Regions from separate parts of the Mus musculus genome. Here all the other regions are linked to region 1. The links are chromatin contacts, called in public HiChIP or PLAC-seq, Micro-C and promoter capture Hi-C maps. All regions are on one chromosome and are shown on one strand. The core of a region is the stretch at or near the end of the contact, and the rest is flanking DNA. Distances in the headings are between cores, read along the strand shown.

Region 1 (3,569 bases), core at 404-2,903:
AGGCAAGGTGCTTTTAATAAATCCTACAAAGAAAGCGACTTTCTACGTGAAATATCAAGAGAAGAGATTTGTTTTTGTGGTGATGAGACCTAAAGAAACTGTATTTACTTCAGATCTCACATTAGGATGCAAAAACCCAGAAGCTAGGCTGTGTCCACCACCATTCCTGGCCCAGCAATACCTCTTACTGCCATTCCTTACTGTACCAAGTCCTGTGGTTTTCTTTCCTTCCTGGGTGAGGGGTAGGAGGTTGGTTTGGTCTTTAGAGCCTCTGCCGCCTGAGCTGGGGTTAAAGGCTTGTGCCACTACGCCTGGATCAGGTCCTATTTTAATACATTTGTCTTGCCTGGCTCGTTATCTCTGAATTACTTAACAGCTATGTTTACTAGCCTGCCTGTTTCTCCCAGCTTTAAGCTCTCTAAAGGCAGTGCCTGTCTGCAGTAAAGTGTGCTCAGTGACCAGCAGACTGTCACGAGTGAACAGTAAATATCAATAAATATCAAGTACAGAGACTTCTCAGCTGGTGAGTGAGGAAAAGGCGTCTTAGCTTCCTTCCTTGAAAAAGATGTTGAAGGTCTGGAGAAATGGCTCAACAGTTAAGAGCACTGACTGCTCTTCCAGAGGTCTGAGTTCAATTCCCAGCAACCACATGGTGGCTCACAACCATCTGTAATGAGATCTGACTCCCTCTTCTGGAGTGTCTGAAGACAGCTACAGTGTACTCATATAAGAAAAACAAAAAAACAAACAAAAAATCCTAACATAAGCCGTGTTCGAAGCCAACCTGGACTATGTATGTATGTATGTATGTATGTATGTGTGTGTGTATGTATATATAAATTTATTTAAGGCCAGTTTGGTAAGCCCTGTCTCAGGCAAAACTAAAAACGCTATAATAAACCGGACCCGGCGACCGCGTCTGGAAGTCCTGCACCATGAACTCTTCGCAACAAATCCCGTCTCAAAAAGAAAAGGCGGCTACCGAGACTCTTTTAAGTTTCTATCATAACTTAGGCGGCCAGCGGCGAGACTCCCGGAAGGAGAGGAACGCCGTGCCCCGCCACAGGGCGGGTTGCCTCGGTTTTCCCAGTCATGGAGGCGGGAGCCCAAGGCCGCGGCGTCTGCAGCCTGCCGGAGGCCGCCGCTCGGCTTTTCTTCCCGCCTCCATGCGGCGCGGGCCGAGCCAAGGAGCGCGGGAGGCCCGGGGCGCCTCTCCCAACGCGCCCCGCGGAGGCGAGGGGAGCCTAACGCCCGGGCGCTCGGGACGCGCGCGACCGGAAGCGCGCGGCCGGCCCCACCCCCACCGCGCCCCTCCCCCACCGCCCGCCGAGCCGCGCGCGACCCCCGGCCGGCGCGTGGCCGCCATTGCGTCCCCGCCGGCGCCGCCTTCCCGCCCGGGCCGCCTCGCGCTCCGCCGCGCCCCACTCACCCGCGGGGCCGCCTGGCCGCTGCCCGGGGCAGGAAGCTCCACTCCCCCGTCCCAGGCGGCGCCGACTTTACTCCTCACTTGCCAGCCGCGCACCGCAGCGAGGTGGCGCGCGTCCCAGGGGTCGGCGGGGTGCGGGAGGAGAGCGTAACTCGAGAGCCAACCGTCGCGGCTACCGTTTCCCGGCCGCGAGGGGCGTCGCAGGCGGCATGATCCGCACAGGCCGGGGGCCGGGGCTGGGGGGGGGGGGGGGGGCGGCCGAGGAGTGCGCGGGAGCGTGGGGAGGGGCGTGGCCTGCGCGCCGGCGTGCTGCGTCACCGCGTGGTCACGTGAGCGCCGCCATCTTGGCGAGCTCGGGAGCGCGCGGGCCGCCACGGGGACGCTGGGGGAGCTCCGGGGATCTTGGGGCAATGGCGCGGGGTCCTGACCTCCCTCTCTCGCGGGCGGGACAGCTGACCCTCGGCTACCTGCTCTGTTTAAGTAACTGTAAAACCTTGCGCTGCCATCTTAGTGCTTCGGAAAGGACTTAGCATGTCCTTGTGGGGAGTTGACCTTCATACAGATGCCTTTATCTCAGCCTTGGCAAGGTTCTGCTAGGGCATCATAGCGGTTTGCTCGCTCGCTTGCTTGTTTTTAGCATGCCCTCTACAAAGTGCATTATCAAATGTTTTGAGAAGTTGTATTTGACACCTTCCCTCCTAATAACTGGGTGAGTGAAGACTTTGGTTTTGAGCCTTCAGAACATACGATGTGATGTAAAACTGAAGCGTTTAGAAGGGCTTATTAGACTCCAGGCACCGTGATTCAGCAAATATTGCCCAATAAAGCTAAGGCCGATGACTACCTTTAAATAGAAGTACTCGGGTTTTGACTGATTAGGCTAGTTACCCAACCTCTCTGGAGTCGCTATCAAATTTATGGAAATTGCCAGGCGTGGTCAGCTGTGCCTCTGACCCCAGCACTTTGGGTTGGCAGGCACAGTGCTATCTCTTATCTTCATAGAAAGTTCCAGGCCCGGCAAGGCTATACAAAGAAAGCCTGTCTTAAAAAACTATGGAAAGTACAACACTAAGTCAGAGTCTCAACATTATGGAAAGTGACCTACAAAGTAAGGTCGGGGGAAAGCTTGCAGATACCAGCCTGGCCTGAACAACAGGCCAGCAGCAGTCATTCCATCACCCATAGTGTTTTTAAAAGGGGTCCTTTTTTTGAGATTATATTATCATTTCTCTCTTTTCCTCCCTCCAAACCTTTATTTTTTCTTTTAAAGATATATATATGTGTGTGTGTGTGTGTGTGTGTGTGTGTGTACACACATATAAATATATATTTGGTTTTTCAAGACAGGGTTTCTCTGTATAGCCCTGGCTGTCCTGGAACTCACTTTGTAGACCAGGCTGGCCTTCAACTCAGAAATCCGCCTGCCTCTGCCTCCCAAGTGCTGGCATTAAAGGCGTGTGCCACCACGCCCGGCCTATATTTATTTTTTATGTAGCTGTCTTCAGACACACCAGAAGAGAGCATCATATCCCATTACAGAGCCATCATGTGGTTGCTGGGAATTGAACTCAGGACCTCTGGAAGAGCAGTCAGTGCTCTTAACCACTGAGCCATCTCTCCAGCTCTTTCCCCCCTCCAAACACTTCTATACATTCATCCTTTCTTTCAAGTGTTTGCTTTTTAAATATATTATTGTAAATTTTGTGTGTCTGTGTGTCTCAGATGGGGAATGGTATGCGCACAGGTTTCTTCAGAATCCAGAAATGAGCGTTGGATCCTCTGGAGTTAGAATTACAAATGGTTGCTGTCAGGTCCCAAAGAAACCCAGGACAAATGGCTAACTGTGGTGTCTGTTAGCATGCCAAAGCACAGGCTGGTAGCCAGGCTCACAATCTGCTCTTCTCTAGCACACACCAACCCCCTACCCTAAACCCAGGCTGAGGGCCTTCAGTTCTCTTCCCCCAGCTTCTGAGTTCCAAAAATCCTGCCAGTTTGGCCATCTCTCTTGGCTCTTTGCCTCTTCCAACTTTCTCTTCCTTTTTCTTGCTCTGCCCCCTGTCAAAGCTCTGGTCAGTCTGTTATTTGTCTCCCTGCCCTGGCCTCTTCCCATGCCTCTGGCTGTACTCTCTCCCACATCTACACT
Region 2 (3,569 bases), core at 614-3,113, 1.9 Mb before region 1:
CCACACCCGGCTCAAGCCCAGTTCTTTTTAATTTATAGTTGTAAGCAAACCTAACAGATTATTTATCTTAAGTGTGTGTGTGTGGGGAACGCCAGGGCCAAGAAGTGGGAGTGGGTGGGTGGGGGAGCAGGGCAGGGGGAGGGTATAGGGGACTTTCAGGATAGCATCTGAAATGTAAATGAAAAAATATCTAATAAAAATTGAAAAAAAATTGTGGATAGGGGAAAGAAATCTAGGTTGGCATTATCCAAACAATGTTACCAGACAATTTAAGTGAGGTTTTTGAATATTTATACAAAAGCTGCGGCTGCTAAGATATTCCAGTGGGTAAAATAATTTACTATGTAAACCTTGTGACTTGATTTTGATCATGAACTCACAGTGGAAGGAGAGAGCTGACTTCTAAAAATTACACAGACATATACAGACACACAGATACACACAGACATACACACACACAGACAGATACACACATACAGACACACACAGAGACAGATACACGCATACAGACACACACAGACATATACACACAGACACACACACACACACGCAGAGAGATACACAGATGCACACAGAGGAATGCACAGACACACACAGACAGACACACATAGACACAGTACTACTACTACTACTACTACTAATAATAATAATAATAATAATAGGGCTAGAGAGATGGCTCAGTGGTTAAGAGCACTGACTGCTCTTCCAGAGGTCCTGAGTTCAATTCCCAGCAGTGGCTCACAACCATCTGTAATGGAATCTGATGCCCTCTTCTGGTGTGTCTGAAGACAGCTACAGTGTATCATATACATTAAATAAATAAATAAATAAATAAATAAATAAATAAATAAATCTTAGATAAATAATGATTGGGGGGGTTTGTTTGTTTGTTTGTTTGTTGAGACAGGGTTTCTCTGTGTCGCCCTGGCTGTCCTGGAACTCACTCTGTAGACCAGGCCTGCCTCTGTCTCCCAAGTGCTAGGATTAAAGGCATGTACCACAACTGCCTTGGCTACTTTTTATTTCTTAGACAGGGTTTTCTGTAGCCCAATCTGGTTTGGATGTTATTGTGTGGCCAAGGGTGACCTCAAACTACGGATCACCTGGTCTCTACTTCCCAAGTGCTAGGATTACAGCTGTATGCCATCACACCAGTTGCCATCACACCAGTTGCCATCACACCAGTTTTATGTGGTGCTGCGCATCAGGTAGATTGGCACTCTACAAGTTTAGCCACATCCCCAGCCTGTCCTTTATGACTGCCGTGATCCCTCACCTCCATATGTCGAGTCCATTGCACCAAGTCTGGGGTTCCGTGTGTCCTTGCGTTCCCTAGGAGGAAGAACCAAAGGGGACTCACTAGGGAGGAGTTAGGTGTTCTGTGTGCTCACAGCCTCCGTTCCCAGTCAATATTTAGAATCGTGGGTAGAGCCACTAGCCAGGGAAGTGACACACACAGTGGCGAGAAAGAGCCTGATGCAATTGCTGGAAACAGGGGACCCAAAACAAGGAAGTACTCCATTCACCCCTAATGAAGGCCAAACCACGCTCTGAACATTTCTCCATTGCCAGTCCGCGTGCTGGGGGGAAAAGGGCAGAAACTGCCTTCTCTGGCTTCCCAGAACAGCCAGAGGAAAGGAAGTGGCCTTAGCGGCTAGCTCTTACACACACCCATCTCAGGCCCGCCTGAGTGTCTGGAGCGTGGGGGATGGGAGGGCGGCTCACCTTCTCCTCCACGGGCTCCCTTCTCCTGCTCCTCTCCCAGCCCTTCTCTCCTCCGAAGCTGGGGCACCTTTGGCTGCATGGTGCCAGTGTAGAGCGGACAGCACACAGCTGTTGTCTGTCTTCTTCCTTTCTTTCTTTCTCAATCTACCTACAGAGCTTGTGTCCCACTCAGAGATCTGACAACTCCAGGGACTAAAGTCCTTTCCGGAGCCCCGTTGAGGGTTAGATAGGTTATCTGCAGGCAGTGTTTCTCATACTCTGGCCCTGCCTGTGGCTTTCACAGCTCTCTCACCACAACCACTATGATCAGCTTCACGCTATTGCTATTTCACTTTCGGGAGTGAGTCTGTGCATCAGGTTGTGAGGGGGACTTTGCTTCCCCGAGGCTTATCACATAGCTTGGCTCTTCCTGGCTCTCTCTACCAAGACTGAAGGTCAGGGAGGGACCAGAAACATCTTCGTGTACCTTGTAGTCATTTTTCTGAGGGCACAGGATGAGGCCTGTAGTGACATGTGTGTGCAACAATATTTTTGTCAGGAGCTCTATTTGTGTCATGTGTGATGGTCGAGGCCCCTCAGTGTCAGCTCTTCCCTACACCTTGGGTTACCACATAAGCAGAAAGGGCAGACACACACTTATTCAACAGTAAATAGCGCCAGGGGTTGCCTTGCCTACCTATGTAACTTCAGGAAAGTGGACCAAACTTTTTAAGCTTCTTCTGAAAAAAAAAAAAAATTATGGGACAAAATGTCCCTACGTCATCAGGTGATTGCCAGCACAAATAAGGTAGTCTGGAGGTAGTCTGGATAAACCATACAGAGCCTGAGCACATTTGTTTCTTTCTGGTAGGCAGTAGGGCAGGTGAGTGCCTTGGGAGTTCCACTTTGGCAAATTCCTGCTGGGGATTAACTATTAATCCTCCTCCTCCATCAGTCCAGAGGTCAGTGATAGAAGCAAGATTGTAATCACTGTGATCTCGGACTGAGGCCAGGATCTCAGTCAGTCCCACAAGGGAGCTCCGGGTGGGTATCCGGGTGAGGATAAAGAAAGGGCTTGCTGCCTGTGGCAGTGGCAGTCTACTGTATTCCAAGGGCAATGGAAGAGGCTGGCTGTGCTCTGCAGGGAAGGTAGAAACACTATGACCAATGGGAGACAGTGAGCACGAGGCCCCAGATCTGAATGAGACAGACGCAGAGACGTAAGCCAGAGACACCCCCCCAATACTGTTTTATTAGTACACAAGCCAACAGCAATCTTTCTAACTAGCTGTGTAAAGGCCCAAGGGTGACAGGGACAATGGGGTGGGGCGTGAAGGTGGGTCTTGGGGCACAGAGTTATTCATTGCTTCACATACAGCTCAAATGACAGCCCCCTGTTCCTGCTGGCGTCCTGGAGGCTCCCTCGGGGCTTCACCCACTGCTCCTGGCAGAGCACTGAGTGCTTCCTTGACCATCTGGAGACACTGGCAAAGGCTGGCCCATCGGATCCACACACCAGCAGGGGCCACGGCGATTCCCCTGCGAGGAACGACACTGGGGAGAGAGGTGCAGGTCAGGGTGAGGTCCAGGCTTTGAGCAGGAAAGCATCTGAGAGCTCTTAGTTGCTTTACCTACTGAATAGGGCCCACTCTGCTAGGCCAGAGCAATAGCTTTCAAAATGCAGTTTCTGTCAACAGCCCAACATCACTTATGTTAGAAACTTGTGTTCACAGGCTAGCCCAGACCTACTGAGTCACAAAATGCAGAAGGGGCTCCACCAGCACCAGCTCAGACGCCTCCAGGTGATTCCCCAGGGCTCCCATTTGAGGCCACCACAAGGCCTTATCCTAGAAGAGACTTTAAGT
Region 3 (3,569 bases), core at 792-3,291, 1.3 Mb after region 1:
AACAAAAAAATGCCAACAACTCAGAATTTGCATATAACGTATGCATATCGCCCAAAATATTTAGAACCAATACTCCAGCACCTATAATTCTCAATACGGTGTAAAAATTATATAAATAGTTTAGGGTATAGCCGGGCAGTGGTGGCGCATGCCTTTAATCCCAGCACTTGGGAGGCAGAGGCAGGTGGTTCTGAGTTCAAGGCCAGCCTGGTCTACAGAGTGAGTTCCAGGACAGCCAGGGCTACACAGAGAAACCCTGTCTCAAAAAACAAAAAACAAAACAAAATTTAGGGTATACCAGCAAGAACACAAAATCTGCACATGTTCAGTACAGACATAATTTTGTTCCCAAGACTTTTTTTCATGGTGTTGGGAATCAAATCCAAGGTCTTGCTCATGCTAAGTTCTTTATCACTGTGTAACATTCCCAGCCCTAGATGTATTTTGCTGTTGTATTTTGAAGCAGGGTCTCTCTTTGTATCCCAGATGTGTTTTTAGACTTGGTCTCTCATTAGGACTTGGGGCTACATGAATAGGGTTCGCTGACTAGTCTAGTCAGCAGACCCTAGGGATCCTCCCGTCCACACCTCCCCGGGTTCACCAGCCTGCACTACTCATTAATTGTGGGTGCTAGGAATGGAACTTAGGTCCTTCTCCTGTTACCAACTGAGCCATCTCTATAGCTACCCCTCCCAAATGGTTTTTGCTTTGTGTTTGAGATTAGCTGAACCCACAGATGTAGAACCCAACAATGCAGAGGGCCAACTATATAAACATAAATGTATACACGGGATGTATTTATTTTGTTTTTGAGACAAATTCTCACCATGTTACTCTGGTTGTCCTAAAACATTATGTAAAGGGCAGACTGGCCATGAATTTATAGATCCACCTGCTTCTGCCTTCCTAGTGCTGAATTAAAAGACGTGTGCCACAATGCCCAGATGGTTTCTGAATCTCAAAGTAGGACTGGGCCAACCTCTATTTTCTAGTTTCAAATTAAAACGTTAAAACGTTAAAATGTTAAAACATTAAAATTAGATAAAGGCTATAAAGAGAACAGCACATAGCAGGGAGTTAATGTTTGGGAGTTAATGTTTTACTCAACCCACTCACCAATATTCCCTGGGATATTTCCTCAGTTTCGGGATAGCCTGGGCCTGGTAATACATGCAATCAACTAGGAAGCTGAGAATTCAAGGGTAGCCTGGTTTGCATCGCAAGACCTGTCTCAACAAAACAAAAGTTTCATGACATTTTTAAAAAGTCTCCTGTTTTTTTGTTTTTGTTGTGGTTTGTTTTTTAACTATTTGTTCTCTAATACCCTAGGCCTTCCACAAAAATAACTGTGTGAAAGCTGTCTGGAGTGGCAGGGAAACTCCAATAACAAATAAAAAAACGCATCGGGCAGTGGTGGCACAAGCCACTAATCCCAGCACTTGGGAGGCAGAGGCAGGCGGATTTCTGAGTTCGAGACCAGCCTGGTCTACAGAGTGAGATCCAGGACAGCCAGGGCTACACAGAGAAACCCTATCTCGAAAAACCAAAAATAAAAATAAAGAAAAAGAAAAGAAAACGCTATGGACCTTTGGGTTACAGGCAGCCGTCCCTTCAGAAGACCCCGTGGTGCTTACATCTTCTCGACGGGCTGACCTGATCCCAACCTTATTCGTTTAAACTAAAATCCTGACGGATACACATCCTGGAACCAACCCTCACATCTCAGCCGTGGACCACAAGGACTCTTAGTTTTAGAACAGCTTCGACAGGCCAAAAACATCCCGCCTCCTTTCCCAGAATGTCCTATCAGCGCACTCCTAGCGATGACCGACAGTCTACGAGGAACCAGTAAGTTCCGCTCCTCTGAAGAAACCCGCCCAGGCCTTGTGTCGTCACTGGGCACCAAGCCTGGCACTTCCGCGTAGCCGGGCGGCGGGTACTTGCGTTGAAACGTGCTTGCGAGTGACCCCACCTTAAAGGGGAGGGGACCGAGGGGGACCCGAGCCCTTTAAGACTAGGCGGGCTGGGGCCTGCCCCTTTAAGGGCGGGGCGTCCGACCGCAGAATCTGAGCCCCAGATTACCTTGAGTTTCCGTCACGGGCAGCGAGGAGAGGCGCTTAGGCTGGGTCCGGGTGCTTGGCGGGCGGCGGCGGCCTCATCCCCGCTCGTCCTCCCCGGGCCCGGAGACACCCCCGCCCCAGTCATGCTGAGCAGAGTATGGAAGCAGCTGACTACGAAGTGCTATCCGTGCGAGAACAGCTGTTCCACGACAGGGTCCGCGAGTGCATCGTGAGTCCGGGACCTGGGCGGGAAGGGGCCGGGCCGAGGTGGGAGGGGCGCGCCGCGATGGAGACGGGAAGTCCAGCTGCCTGGGCTCCGGAGCACCTCGACCCCTGCGAGCGCCGGGGCCGGGCCGGTGAACTCCCGGTCGGGTCGGCTGGGTCCCTGAGCCGTAAACAAAGCCGCCGGGTTTCCGTTCCTCGGCCGCTCGCCCCTCCCCCCGCCCCTTCTACTCCACCCCCGTGGGCGTTCCTGGCGATGGGGGTCCTCTAGTGTGGAGCGTTTGATCCTCTGGAAAAGGATGGATTTGCTTCGGGACAAGTTAGTGTGCGTGTTCCCCCTTAAAAGTAGATGAAGGGCAACCATGGTTGATGTTGAAATGAAGGGAGACTCGGTCACATTGAGCAGTTAACCGGGGACATGCGATGGTGGCGCGAGGGGCGAAGGAAAAGTGGGAGCTGTAGTGGGTCCTCCCACTAAGGAAGAAAGAAGTCCTGTCCGACGAGATGGGGTTGTAAGAAGTGGAGATGGAGGAACACCGAGGTTTCCCCGCCTGTTTTCTCTCCCCTGTAGTAGTGGTTGTTTTCATTCCTTCTGTGATTGAATCCTGGGCCTCTGGCATGCAGCATGCCAAACACAAGCCAATACAATGACACACACCCCGCACGACTTCCGGATAATTTGTTTGACACTCAGACTGGGTTTCCAGCCATCCCGTGTGAGTTCTCATGTGTGGGTGGGGTGGGGTGGGGTGGGGTGGGGGTGGGAGGGTCCCGGGTCCGCAGTGATCCTGAGCGCATCTAGCCTGTATTTCTTATTCTTTAAGCATTAATCTAGAATTGCAGTTGAACTTTCCATACGGCAGTGTACTACTCTAGGGTAGGAGCACCCGTGGGACTTAGGGAAATCTATTTTCCTTGGGCCTGCTTTGAATGATAATCTCTTTGTCTGCTGGGTTTTTTTGTTTTATTTTGTTTTGTTTTCCCAGAGAGCTCTGCACATACTAAATGAAAAGGGAAGGGTTTGGAGGAGTGGAAGGAGATCTTACTGAATAAAGGGGAGGGCTCAGATGGTGTCTTTCTTCATTTTTCTCAGGCTGAGCTTTAGGCTACCCCTTGGCATGCTTAGATTGAAGAAACGGTAAAGGGGACTAGGTCTGCCCTTACCAATGAGGGCATACGAGTATCTAGCCCCAGGATAAGAGTCGGGTAGCATCTCTTCTGTGTTCCTTGGGAGAGGTACACATTGGGGATTGGGCATATCACGGTGGGGGGCCAGGGGGGGGCACA
Region 4 (3,569 bases), core at 648-3,147, 1.1 Mb after region 1:
AGTTCCAGGGAATCCCAACCCCTCTTCTAGCCTCTGGGGACACTGCACTAGAATGCACAAAAACACTGACACACACCTCATTTAAAATAAGAAGAATTTTTTTTCTAATTTTTAAGGTTTTTTTCATTTATTTTTATTTTTTTGTTTTCCAAGATATGATTTCTGTGCACGGCCCTGGCTGTCCTGGAATTCATTTTGTAAACCAGGCTGGCCTCGAACTCACAGAGATCTGCCTGCTTCTGCCTCCTGAGTGCTGGGATTAAAAGCATGCATGGCCACCATCAGGCTATAAGTAAGAATTTTTAAAGGTACATTTTAGGTCATGATTTTTTTTGATATTTAGAAGGTGGCCTAATGCTGCCCGCTATCAGAAACACAGCTGAAAACTATAAACGGATGACTGCCCAGAAATTTTAGTTTAGATGAGTCAGCAAAACTTCACGTCTCACCAATGAAAAGCTTAACGCACACATCTATGAATGCATAATGATAATAATAGCTTCAGAATCAGTGATCTTCCAGTCAGTGCTGTATCAAATTTGGCCTGGAAATTAAAGTATAAAGAAGATACAGGCCCAGCCTCACAGCTGTAATCCCAGCAGCTGGGAGTCTGAGGCAAAAGAACTTTACTTCAAAGGCTAACTGGGGTTACACAATAGGTCACAAGCCAGCCTAGGTTACTGATAAAGACTAAGACCACCCCCAAGGGGGGAGTCTGGGGGGGGGGGTGGAATGCAAAGTCCATAACCCTGAAATACTTATTCACAGGACTCCCAAACCACCTTAACTCAAAAATACGAGAATGTGGAGGCAGTTTGACCACTAGGAATCAGCATCCCTGAACAATTTCTAAAAACAAAAAACCGAAACTCTCTTCCCCCAAGCACAAAACCAGAATTAGAAGGTTTATGAACATTTTTTTTTCAAGCCGGAACATTTCTCAATGGGAAACAAAAATTCCAACAAAGGACAGACAACTTAAATTTAAAAAGAAAAAAAAAATCACAGTTATTCATTACTTTTCAAACCAAACATCTTCAACTCCGCAGTATCGCTGACCTCGCTCATGGTAGAGTACTGCCGGCAGTGTGTTCTCTCTTGCTTCAATAAATACGGAGAAATTATATACAGTAGTCTGCTGAGCTGATCGAGAATAAATATTACAGTTTTGCCTTACAACAAAATGAACTATAAATAATAATAATAAAATTACTGGGAGAAGGGCTTGCATGCCTTAGCAAGGGGCCAAGACTAACCCACTCCCTAAAAAAAAAAAAAAATAGAATCATCTTGGATGAATTAGGAGACGAAGACCCTCTAGTGCACCTCTATCCTAGGCTCTGGTTTAATTCAAAACCAAACTCGTATTTCTTTGCCTCTCTTTGCCTTTTCTAGTCCGGTTTCCTCTCAAATTCCGAAATTGTCCTTCTACCCTTTAAGTCCCATGATGGCACTTGCGTCCTGACACAATGCAGAAGACTTTACACATGCCCATCTCGCCGTACTTCACATTTCAATCGACCCATTATTTCATTCTTTCCGATCCCGCACGTAGTTTCTGAAATCTAGGACCGCACACACGCTCTCGCCAGAGTCCCCCTCACTCCATTGTTTCTCCGGCCTATCCTCTGGAAACTCCCCAACTCGGACCCGTGTGCTTCGCTCGCCCCTTTAACCCCAGAAACCCGCGGCCCTCTCCACACTGCGGGAACCAAAGGGCTCCCGGTCCCCCTCCTCTCGGTACCCCAACCCCCAACAACTGCCCCTTCCCTCTTTCCCCTTCCTCGAGCCCTCCCTCCACCTCCGGCCCCTCTCGCCCCCGCCACCCACTTCACCCAACACCCCCAGCCTTACCTAGCCCGGGCTCCCTGCAGCCGCCGCGTCCCCCCAGTTCCGGGCTCTGCGTTCCGGACGCTCCCGGGTCTGGGATGAGGAAAGAAGAGCCTCCGCCTCCTCCTCGCCCTCGTCCTCGGGAGCCGCCGCCGTCGCTGCCGCGCTCCTCCCCCAGCTCGCCCGAGGCCCGACGCCGAGCCGCCCCGCCCCCACCGCCGCCTTCCCCGCGTCCCTCGTCCGCCGGGCGGCCGGCAGAGCCTCGCAGGCGCGGCTGGGGCCGGAGTGCCCGCGGATCCACAGCGACCCTCGTCCGCCCGCACTCGCGCCGCCGCTCGCCCCTCTCGCCCCGCCTCGGAGCCCGCGCGTGCGCGCGCGCTCGTACTCGTGCATGCGCCCCCCGCCAGCCGGAGCGCAGGGCGCGCGCTCGCGCCGGCGCGACCCCGATGCGCCGCACGCGGGAGACCGGAGCCGAGGGGACCGGGGCGCGCGGCCGGGTTACCGCTCCTCTCAGGCGCTCTCCCTTCGCGCGGGGTTCGCGCGCCTGAGTTGCGGGAGACGGGGAATTAATTCACTGAGGGGTTGAAGGAGCGGGTCAGGGGCCAAACGGGAAGGAACGGCGGCGAGACGAGCAGGGCGCGTACTCGCGTCCGCGTGCGGGAAAGGCGACCTAAAGCGGCCGGGCTAGGAGTGGGCGCCAGCGTGCCCCTAAGTGACGAGCCGAGCGGGAACTGACGGAAAGAGCCGAAACTCACCGGAGGTGGCCGAAGATTCCCAATGGGATCCTAGAGCCTTTCGCTCCAGGTCTGCAGGCACGTCCGCCCTCTCTAGCAGGGAACAATTCAGCCGCTCACTCCCTTTAACTTTGCCCGCCTCCGGACCTACCTTCTGCTCCTAAAGGTTATTTCAGAGCCACCTGGCCACCCAGCCTGATGGGAGAGGTTCTGGAGAGAGGATGTGCGAGCGAACGACCTCACACTTCCTGCATCCCTCTACGTGGCTGTGATTAGGAAGGGCTGTTGTCGAATCTTTCTGTTAAATACCTAACTTCGTAATCAGGGCTCGAAATCTCCAGCCTCTCCAGAGCCAGATCATCGCTAGTATTGATGTATCTTTTGAGTTAGTGTCTTACCGGTTCTGATCAGGAGAGAGAGGTTAGGAAGGGCATGTCCAACCACATTCAAGCCAAGGAACTTAAATATGAGACCTGTTTTGGCGGTTATTTTTAAAATCTAAATAGTGAACTTTGTGGAAGACAATCATGTCACAATATCAAAAGGTTGGATACGCCTGGTAGAGGCTGAGTTTTCGACTAAATCATCACTGAAAATATTCATCACCATCTACTTCTCACTTCCTTTGAAGCCAAGCAAAGGGGCTTTGAATAGTCAGAACCACCTCAAGTGCGTGCTTATAGATGTGTGCTACAGGCAGAGCACAGTATATCCATATGTTTTATCACTCCAGTCTTAGATCATATAATTGACCATGGGACAGTATGTGTCTGCCAAGTCAGATGTCTTCATCGGATCCTTGTTCTTTTTGCTGTGCACTGTTTTTATTTTTGTTTATTGTGACAAGATCTGGCCATGTAGCTCTCTGCTGGCCTCCAACTCTGGAACTTCCTGCCTCAGCCTCCTGATCACTAGGAAATCCGAGGCTTATACCGTGCTGGAAGAGCACTGCTGCCCCTCCCCACCCACCCCCAACCTTAAACATGCTAGGCGCAGTTCTTTTTT

What was found. Promoter capture Hi-C pulls out the DNA fragments that hold promoters and counts their contacts. A called contact is a pair of places that touch in the nucleus more often than the background predicts. HiChIP or PLAC-seq counts read pairs in DNA pulled down with a chosen protein or histone mark.
Region 2: a contact with region 1 is called in a promoter capture Hi-C map of pre-B cells. The contact joins the promoter of Soat2 here to the promoter of Atf1 in region 1. A contact is called at or near these places in 3 of 39 promoter capture datasets (hippocampal neurons, liver and pre-B cells).
Region 3: an HNF4G HiChIP or PLAC-seq map of pancreatic cancer cells shows a contact between it and region 1. The contact joins the promoter of Lmbr1l here to the promoter of Atf1 in region 1. A contact is called at or near these places in 1 of 39 promoter capture datasets (liver) and 1 of 115 datasets of contacts at active chromatin or transcription factors (pancreatic cancer cells).
Region 4: a Micro-C map of embryonic stem cells shows a contact between it and region 1, with 9 times the contacts expected there. The contact joins the promoter of Spats2 here to the promoter of Atf1 in region 1. A contact is called at or near these places in 1 of 39 promoter capture datasets (cranial neural crest), 1 of 484 Hi-C or Micro-C datasets (embryonic stem cells) and 1 of 9 other capture datasets (liver).

Annotation. Positions count from the first base shown.
Region 1 is chr15:100,225,943-100,229,511 of GRCm38.p6, reverse strand. It overlaps Atf1 (activating transcription factor 1), which reads right to left and starts at 1,653. Exons shown (of 7, transcript NM_007497.3): 1 at 1,430-1,653.
Region 2 is chr15:102,148,869-102,152,437 of GRCm38.p6, reverse strand. It overlaps Soat2 (sterol O-acyltransferase 2), which reads right to left and starts at 1,863. Exons shown (of 15, transcript NM_146064.1): 1 at 1,726-1,863; 2 at 1,277-1,332. The coding sequence starts at 1,804. Igfbp6 (insulin-like growth factor binding protein 6) reads right to left here. Exons shown (of 4, transcript NM_008344.3): 4 at 2,926-3,258. The coding sequence ends at 3,136.
Region 3 is chr15:98,916,570-98,920,138 of GRCm38.p6, reverse strand. Lmbr1l (limb region 1 like) reads left to right here and starts at 2,041. Exons shown (of 17, transcript NM_029098.3): 1 at 2,041-2,289. The coding sequence starts at 2,218. Gm41396 (a long non-coding RNA gene) reads right to left here and starts at 2,170. Exons shown (of 5, transcript XR_001781764.2): 1 at 2,083-2,170; 2 at 1,117-1,226.
Region 4 is chr15:99,125,173-99,128,741 of GRCm38.p6, reverse strand. Spats2 (spermatogenesis associated, serine-rich 2) reads right to left here and starts at 1,897. Exons shown (of 13, transcript NM_139140.1): 1 at 1,855-1,897.